Regions from separate parts of the Mus musculus genome. Here all the other regions are linked to region 1. A link is a contact called in public HiChIP or PLAC-seq and promoter capture Hi-C data. All regions are on one chromosome and are shown on one strand. The core of a region is the stretch at or near the end of the contact, and the rest is flanking DNA. Distances in the headings are between cores, read along the strand shown. Region 1 overlaps Dscam (DS cell adhesion molecule). Region 2 holds the start of Bace2 (beta-site APP-cleaving enzyme 2). Region 3 has its middle 64 kb from the start of Bace2.

Region 1 (2,887 bases), core at 201-2,700:
TCTGAGGACACTAGGCAACAAGAGCCTAGAGCTCACCAGAACACTAGGGTTGCTCTTTACCAACCACCCCCATCCCTCCCTCTCCGCAAGGCAGCATAGAAGCCTCTTTGCCCTGCCCCTGCAGAAAGGGGAGAAACAGCAGTCTGCCTTTCACCAGTCTGAGGAGTCTAGTGTGGATGCTTCCTCATTTGGTAATACCTGAGATCAAGGCAAAGGCAAGGTTAAGCCGGTGCACTCCAGCTGCCCTCACTGCCAGCAGCAACTCTAAAAGCAAGAGAGAAAAGATGCTGGTAACTGAAATATCTGCACAAGCCCTTGTCCCACCCCATGTACATCTATTACTCTAGAGGGAGGGTAGGGAGAAATTGAATGGAATGGGTGCAGGCAGGAGAAAATGCAGGTGGGGGGAGGTGCAGGGGGGGGAGGTACAGGTGGGGGAGGTGCAAGTGGGAGGAGATGTAGGTGGGGGAGGTGCAGGTGGGGGGAGGTACAGGTGGGAGGAGATGTAGGTGGGGGAGGTGCAGGTGGGGGGAGGTACAGGTGGGGGGAGGGTTGTGCAGGAAAAGGGCAAGGACAGATGAAGAAGTGCAGGTGAAGCATCGCCTGGTGGACAGAATTGTAGTCACAGAGAACTGTGTAGCTGGGTTACAGAAGCCTCAGGCTAACTGCCCAGGAAACCCAGGAGCGCCTCTGCTCTCAGTGGGGGAGTGAGGTCATATCCTAATAGCATGATAATGCTCCCCAATACAAAGCTTGCTCTCCTTAGGAACGAAGAAGTCCTTCCACTTTAGGGTTTCGGTAACATCCATGGCTTCAACCCATCCATGTAGCCTCGGTTCCAGGACTTGCACTTTGTATCTTCATCCCAAGAAGCAGATAAAAGTCACTGACAGTCTCCCGTCTCGGGGGAGTAATCCTCTGCTGAGCCTCCCTCACAGCTGTAGGGAAATTCTGGCAGCTGAGCCACTGCAGGAGCAGCACGGTGCCTTTGGACACAGACAGGGACAGGAATGATAGTGGGGGGTGCCTGCCGGGCAGAATTCTCACCACCACTTAAATCTCTTGTACTCCTAATGCCTGATCAGTTCTCCTGATGCCAAACAACAGTGAGGAGCAGAAAAATTGCCAGGGCAGAATCCAACCCTTCTGCAAGCAATTACAGCGAGGCTGAGCTCGCTTACTTATTTTAAATTAATTCTCTTTGGACTTCAGCAATATTGTCCATGTTTGTACTGTGTTCTATTTGCCCCCCCCCTCTGGTATCTCACTTTTTATAAGTGCTGCTTCTGTGCACCATGGCTCTGACTTCAGGACAGAACCAGGTCTGTGACTTGTTTGCAGCCTCCTCGTGCTCATCTCCAGCTGTGCATGGCTCTCACCACAGGTGCTCAGGGATTTCTAAGCAGAGATGCTAGGCTGCTTCTGGTCAGTGTGGGGCTCGGATGCTTTAAGCAGCTTGCATTCTCTCAACACCCACTCCCTCCCTCCCCCCACTCCTCTGGAATCCCTCTCTGAGGCCTCTTAGATCTGTGTCATAACAAATAAACTGCAAAGGAGGCGCAGCAACTTAATGAGGAGAAGGAGAATCGTCCACTGTGGTGCAATTGTGAATTTTAATAAGACCTGGACTGGAGCATGGGTGATAAAGACGATCGTAGCCACAGTAAGAAAGTGGCCAGGCTCACCGCAGTTTAGCAGGTTAGGAAGGGTCTCCTTTGTGTTATCTAAAATCATTGGGCCTCAGTAACATTCATCATCTGTTTCCCTTTAGCTGAGCTTTCTGGGGTTTGGGAGATGAAATGAATATCCAGATGGAAATGCAAGGTAGACCTTCCAGAGCCCCCCACCCCACCCACCGCTGCCACAATGCTACCAGTGTGTGTCACTGTATCTAGGACTTGATAGGGAAATTATGGTAGGAAGTAATAAAGGATATCCTAAGGGAGTCCTTTCTTGCTTTGTGTCCCCCTTTTCTCTCTGTTCAGAGCCCCAGCCCTTTAGAGGCCTTGGGAGAGAATACAGAAACAAGATGTAAAATCACAGGCTAGTCTAGAATCTTGAATGGTTGCTATGTTGCAGTCAAGGCAGGGCTTGGTGACCTGTGCTCATCTGAGAGCCCAGTGCTCAGAAACTACCCATGCTGGCTCTACACACAGCACTATCTTATCATTTCCTTATAATTTTCAAGGGACAGCCCCATGTTTGCACTTTGTGTCTGTCTGCATCTGCTGCTTGTAGCTGCCACATGAAGTAAACCTCAGGAGAGACGCCAGTCTCATCCTATTTTGCAACCAGAACAGACTGTTCAGTGGTTTGTTTGTTTTTTGTTGGTTTTTTTTTTTTTTTGAGATTTCATATATGTTTTAATCATACTTACCCTTCATCCATTTTTGATACACATAAGGAAAATAATAAAGAAGTCAGTTCCATCCCCCCTTCCTTCCTCATCACTATAAAAAAAGAAAGGCCATATTTGCACACATATATGCATGACAGAACATATCTGCATGCGTGCATGTGTATCTGTGTATAAAACAAACCAAAGCTAGGGACCCAAGCTTGATTCCTTCCTTGAAGACTTAACTTCCCCACTGTGTGCACGTATGTGTACACGTGTATATGTGTGCATGCACTTTCATGAGCAGGTGCATTCATGAATGCAAATGAATATGTCCCACAATGACTTGTAGGGGTCAGAGGGTGGCCTCAGGTGTTATCCCACACATCCTACCTTGTATGAGGCAGGGTATCTGTTATTCACCAGTGTACATGCCAGGCTGGCTGGCTGGCCCAGGAGTTTCTGGTGATCCCCCTGCCTCTGCCTCCCATCTTACCATAGGAGTGCTGAGATTACAGGTGCATGCTACCACATCTGGCTTTTATGTTA
Region 2 (2,887 bases), core at 146-2,645, 600 kb before region 1:
CCACAGAAGTTACTCTGCAGTTTCTCTTTTTAAAAATTAGCATGGCTCATCCTCTTAAAGTCTTGAATAATTTAATTAGAATTATACAAAAGTCATGAGCATGTTCTATTTATGGGTAATCACATCAGCATGACAACCCCCAACGACGATGTTAAAAATAAAGTGTCTTCATACGGTGCGTTCAACTTATGAGACAACTTGAATTCGAATTGGAGAGGGTCGGATCACTTCTGTGAGGCTTTTGTTTCCCTTGCCAGATTCCGTGCTTGGGAGCCGGTGTTCCCTGTCACTCGAAGTGTTAAATGAACATCGGCACAAGGCGGGGAAGAAAGCTGTTTGGACTGCGTTTGTTTTATCTTTGACTCGCTACGCGCTTGGTGTTCCCCAGCAGCTAATGGCATTCACATTCTCCAACCCCCGCAGGATGCATGCCTTGGCGGGTGCACGGCTCCCAGAGGCTGGGCAGCCGGACAGCTATGAGGAAGCCAGCAAACAAACTCCGAGGAAGGAAGACGGCTGGCTCTGCCCTGCAAAGAGACACTTTGGAACCGGGTGTCTTTTAGCTGAGCTCATGGAGAAATCTCTTTTAAAGGGTACTGCGCCTTGGATGCTGTCCAAGAGTCTTTTTAGCAATGAGACAGCATAGAGATGGTATCAACTCCAGTGATTTCCCTGCACCTAACAGCACCTTTTTCCAAGACCCCACCCACCACCCACTCAGTAGGTACCGCTCTTGCTGGAAGGAGGCGTCGCTCCTGGGCCCGAAGCATGTTACAGGTTCCTTCAGCTGTCAAGCTCCACGGGGTGGGGGAGGGCCACCAAGTTCTGAAACATTTGCTCACACCCCCTGAGCTGTGCTCCGGCAGAGGCTGCGCTCCCTGGTGCGTCCCTAGCGCGCGCCTCCACTCCTCACCCAACCCATGCATCTCCCTGACCCTTCTTCCCAGTGAAAGCTACTGCCTTAGGGACGGCATTAAATCGCGTGGAGTCAATTCACAGAAACTACCGCCCCCAACCCTACCTTCTGCGGAGGGGTCCCGATCAGCATCTCTAGGTAGTAGCCGCGGCCAGAGTCCCCCTGAAGGTTGTCCACCATAGCCAAGAAGTTGGCAGTAGCCCTGACAGGCTCCAGTGCGAGGGCCAGACCATCGGCCCGGGGCAACTCGGGGGTCCCGAGTCCGGGAACAGCCGAGGCTCTGTGGTTCGTGGCCCGGGCCACTTGGAGGGGCAGCGTGAAGGGCGCGGGGGCCAGCGCGGGGACCGCACTCAAGAGCCACTGCGCCAGCACCGGGAGCAAGAGTGCTCGAAGCAGCGCGCCCATCCCCGCAGCGGGGGCTCGGCGAGTCTGCGAGCGCGGTTCTGCGGTCCTTAGCCGGCCGGGGCGGGGCGGACAGGGAGGAGGCTGGAGAAGGCGGTGCAGAGTTGAACAAGTTCTCAGTCGCTGCCCCCTCTGGCGGCCGCCTCCCCGCAGGCCCTGCCCCTCCTCCGTGGCCAAGGTCAAGGATGGGCGCGGGTCGCGCCTCTTCCCCGGGAAACTGGAGTGCAAAATTTCCCCGGAACGTGCCCGGGAGGCCACGGCTAACGGATATGACGAGGCTCAGCTTAGAGCTGCTGGAAAGTTTCGGGAACCCTTAAAGGGGCAGCTAAAGCGCAAACTGGCTTTCTGGTCCTGCGCTCAAGGAACCCCCGGGGGTCCACTGTCCCTGCAGAGGCAGAAGTGCCCTTAGGACTTAAGGCTCAGAGCGCGGGGCAGGCAACTGTGAAAGAGTGCACCTCTCCGCTTGCCAAGCGCACTCCAACAGGGTCTGGCTGCCTCTCGGAGCTTCTCCCACGCGTGGTTCTCCCCTTCCAGCTCCTTAGGAGTTAGCTGGTTCTCTGAGAAAGGATTTGAAGTATGAATGGAGGCTGGGGGCGCTGAGAGCCCCAGGGATAGGGGAAGCAGGTGAGCAGATTTTGAATTTCTGAGAAGGGATCTGGGTTATTGCTCCTTCCTGCTTACCCTCCCCTGAACCCAAAACCACAGCTTGAGGAGGTAGATTTGGGCCTGGTCTTCCTGGCTTTCCTCTTGTCCTTAATGCAGATCCAATTCCGCTAGGAGCTGAGCTCAATCTCCCAGGGATTCAGTCAGTCCACCAAGATAGTGAATTACTATCAGGGTCCCAAATGAGGCTGCCATCCAGCCTTCCCCCTCTTTCATCCTCCCACCAGCTCTCCGCAGATTATCTAATTAATACTTGTTTAGCCAGACACCGAAGCCGCAGAAATGCATTCAGAGGGCTATTTTATTTCAGGTACTGAACGCAGGGGGGACAATTACAGCAGCTAAACTCATCGATTTTTTGCTGAATCAAGGAATAGGAGAAATCTTTGTGTCTCCTCCAGCTGAATTATGTTGGCTTTTTTTTTTTTTAAAAAAAACAAACAAGACCATCTTCAAACAATGGAAAGTAGAAATCAAGCGTCCCTAATCCTTAACCGGAACTTCCAGATACAAGTGTCCATGCTTGTTCCCTCCTTTCCAATGTCAGAATCCTTTCTTGCTCTACCAGGGACCTTTCTGTCCCAGATCTTCAGCTGTTCTACTTTCTAAATGGTTTTGGTTACAGGTTGCACTTTTCCCCCCTCTTAACTCTATCCAAGCTTCAAGGAATCCCCAGTCACACGAAGGCAGGCCTGATTGAATTCCAGGATAGAACCTAAATTGTTATTGCCCATAAATCTGCATAGTTATCGCGAGCTCTTACATTCATATATTCACATTTAAATTCAAGATTGTAAGGAAAGGACAATTTAAAAAGAGGTAGTTATTTACAAACCCTGGTGTTCAGTCTTGAGGGGTTGGGGACCACCCAGACAGCTCTCAGAATGACAGCATCCTTTTGGAAGC
Region 3 (2,887 bases), core at 100-2,599, 540 kb before region 1:
AGACGGACAGATGACCAGAGGGACTATAGTCTTGGCCTGTGACCACTGAGGTTTGGTCAGATCAAACACCCTCCTTTATGCCTTAGCACACCCACACACACACACACACACACACACACACACACACTGGTATCAAAGTGACCCCCTCAGGGACCCAAGTCTGCAGAGAACTGTTCATCGAGGTTCAAGGGAACTCAAGGTGTCTTGTGTCACTTGCTGTTATTTACCAGATTTTTTCTCCATGTTTTAATGGACCCAGATCATAAGTATCTAGCTATACAGTTCATTGGAGTTAAACAAACTGCATTGTGCTGTCTTTATCGTGAGAGAGAGAGAGAGAGAGAGAGAGAGAGATTTGACTTTATAGTGCATTATATCCTGTGCTCTGTCACTCTGTGGGTGCATTTTGAGGTCACAGTTAACGCTCAATAAACGCAAGTCTGGGTGGAGTGTCTCTAAAGGTTTAAAATCAACTCAACCCTCAGCTGGAAAATTCTCCGAGGTCAACACCCCTCAGAGCCAGCAGAGGGCAGTAGAGGACCAACCCTTGCAGAGCTACTCAGAGATGAAGAGAAACCTAGGGCTGGGGGCCAGGCATCTCTGAAGACAAAAGCTGGCTTCACATAGCCAGCCTCGAAGCTATACAGCTGTCCAATAGCATAATGTTATTTTCCCATGAATTCCAATTCTTCCTCCCCTCCCAGACTGTGCAGCTCTGGTTCTGAGCCAGTACTTGGGGACATTGTCACCTGGAAGGCATTTTGAAGGTATTCAGGGTCCCTTGCAGACACAAGGGTTAGTAAGGTACCCCATCACTAAGAGGGGCAGTGTTCAGAAAACAAAAACCTGACAAACGTGGACCCTAGACAGACAAAGACGAGTTAGCTAAGAAAACAAACCGCAGCTCTCAATACAAGTCTCCCACCACTAAATCAAAAAACAAAAGTCCCCAGTGCCTTAGGAAACCTCAGTAGCAACAAGTCGCCATCTAACATGAAAAAGGGGTTCTCCTTTCTCCTGGCGCTACTTCTTGTCTCCAATGAATTAAAAAGATCAGGACTCTACTGCAGCTGCTTCCGACCCACCCACCCGCTGCCGCCACCCTTCCTTGCGAGGCCAGGCTGTCCGGATTTGATGTTAGCAAACGCAGGCTGGATTTCAGACCCGCCCCCCCCCCCTTCCCTCCTACCTCTGACTAAAAAGAGCCTTCTTTATGCAAATTAAAGGCTATGCCATTTGACTTCCTGGTCTAGGAATGGGTTGCTGGCATTTCTTTGACCTCTTAGGAGAATAATTAGGTGATCTTGTTACTAAGCAACAGAAAGGCAGGCAATAAGGCAGCTGAGCTCTGGGAGCAGACGGAGCTGGACTCCGGAGAGCTTGGGCCAAAGGCTGTGGTGCTGTGGGGACATTGAGCTTCTTGCATAGTGGCTGACACTCGGGAGGAAGGAACCAGTGTGGTTCAACTGTCTGTCTCTCCTCCAGCACAGACAGGCCCTTCACTGGGCAGAGTGCTTGAATACCTGTTGCTAGACAGTTGCTCACAGAGGGCTCAGTAATGCAGGCTGTGCAGACCTTGAGAAAGAGTCAGGATTGTGTTCCTTTAAAGGTAGACTCTCAGGGAGACTGGTTCCTTCCACGGAATAGTTCTGGATGGTGTTTTTGTAACTCAAGCCCCAAAGTCCCAGAGAGGAAAAACATACGACATGCAATTATAAGGGTTTAATCTCTCTTCTATATATATTTAAGATTTTACATATTCAATTCCCTATTTTAGATCCAGAGAGACAGCTCAGGCAGTAAGTGCTAGGTGCATAAGCATGAACACCCGAGTCTGAGGGTGTGGCAGCCTGTTTTTGGAGTTCCAACTTGCACAGCGGACGATCCTTGAGGCTCACCAGCCAGTGAGAGACCTTGTTTCAAAAAACAGGATGGATACACCTGAGGCTGGCCTCTGGTCTCCACAGGAAAGAGCACATGTGTCCTCCACCCCGCTGTCAAACCCAGGCACATACATACAAAACTTACATTAAATTGTACACACTAACCATTTTCATGGTAGCATTTCCATATGTGCACATACTACTCACTACTCATTGATCATATCTACCTGTCTCCCTCCCTCACCCTCCTCTCTCTCTCTCTCTCTCTCTCTCTCTTTCTCTCTCCACCCTTCACTCATAACAGTTCTTAGGAGCCCTCCTGTATGAGAGGGAAAGCATGGATTCTTGTCTCCTTATGTTTGGCTTATCTTGCCTGTGATGAGCTACTTTGGTTCCATCCATGCTTTTCCTATGGATAACAAGATTTAATTATTTTTGATAGCTGAATAGTACTCCACCATCTATATCCCATATTTTCTTTGTTTACCCACTGACTTTAACTGAGATAATTCCATCACATGGCTTTTATGAACAGTGCAGCAATAAACATGCATGCACGCATATCTATGACATGCATACATCTTCAGAAGTATTCTGACTGGACCATATGGTATTCTATTATTTTTAGTTTTCCGGGGAACTTCCACAATGAGTCTCACAGTGGGTGCACTAATGAACTTTAGGAGGCAGTGTGTCAGGTCCTTCTGCCCACATTTTTCCTTCATAGCCACTTTGACTTGGGTGAGGCAGACTCTCGTGTGGCTTTGGTGTGTGATTCTTTTCTCGATGAGGCCGAGGACATTTCTCCTTGTTCTTGCCTGCTGTGTGTGGGTCTTTGGGAGCATTCTCTTCAGGTTGTTGTCCATTTTCACAAGATTACAGGGTTTGCTACATGGTCTGAGCTCTTTTTGTTTTCCAGATATCTACTTCAGGAGACTGACTGAGGGTCCCTCCAAGTCTGTAGACCGTTGCTTGGCTGCTTCTTCTGCTCTGCCTAAGCTTTT

The links. Promoter capture Hi-C pulls out the DNA fragments that hold promoters and counts their contacts. HiChIP or PLAC-seq counts read pairs in DNA pulled down with a chosen protein or histone mark.
Region 2: a contact with region 1 is called in a promoter capture Hi-C map of neural stem cells. The contact joins the promoter of Bace2 here to the enhancer-like site in region 1. A contact is called at or near these places in 6 of 39 promoter capture datasets (the 3T3-L1 cell line, the C10 cell line, cranial neural crest and 2 more) and 1 of 115 datasets of contacts at active chromatin or transcription factors (embryonic stem cells).
Region 3: an H3K27ac HiChIP or PLAC-seq map of oligodendrocyte precursor cells shows a contact between it and region 1, with 12 times the contacts expected there. The contact joins two enhancer-like sites. A contact is called at or near these places in 1 of 484 Hi-C or Micro-C datasets (cortical neurons), 9 of 115 datasets of contacts at active chromatin or transcription factors (VIP interneurons, differentiating embryonic stem cells, embryonic basal ganglia and 6 more) and 1 of 9 other capture datasets (embryonic stem cells).

Annotation. Positions count from the first base shown.
Region 1 is chr16:96,755,839-96,758,725 of GRCm38.p6, reverse strand. The region is part of intron 11 of Dscam (DS cell adhesion molecule); the gene reads left to right. All of the region lies in intron 2 of Gm32509 (a long non-coding RNA gene), which reads right to left. Among named protein-coding and RNA genes, the nearest start is that of Gm32509, 38 kb to the right of the region's middle. Within about 2 kb of position 1,450, at least 30 of the 459 cell types and tissues checked have an H3K27ac peak or open chromatin away from gene starts, as enhancers often do. A contact at or near this core is called in VIP interneurons, embryonic stem cells, neural progenitor cells and 2 more, where this site is marked.
Region 2 is chr16:97,355,236-97,358,122 of GRCm38.p6, reverse strand. It overlaps Bace2 (beta-site APP-cleaving enzyme 2), which reads right to left and starts at 1,395. Exons shown (of 9, transcript NM_019517.5): 1 at 1,022-1,395. The coding sequence starts at 1,321.
Region 3 is chr16:97,291,158-97,294,044 of GRCm38.p6, reverse strand. No RefSeq gene overlaps it. Among named protein-coding and RNA genes, the nearest start is that of Bace2, 64 kb to the left of the region's middle. Within about 2 kb of position 1,349, at least 60 of the 459 cell types and tissues checked have an H3K27ac peak or open chromatin away from gene starts, as enhancers often do. A contact at or near this core is called in VIP interneurons, neural progenitor cells, neural stem cells and 1 more, where this site is marked.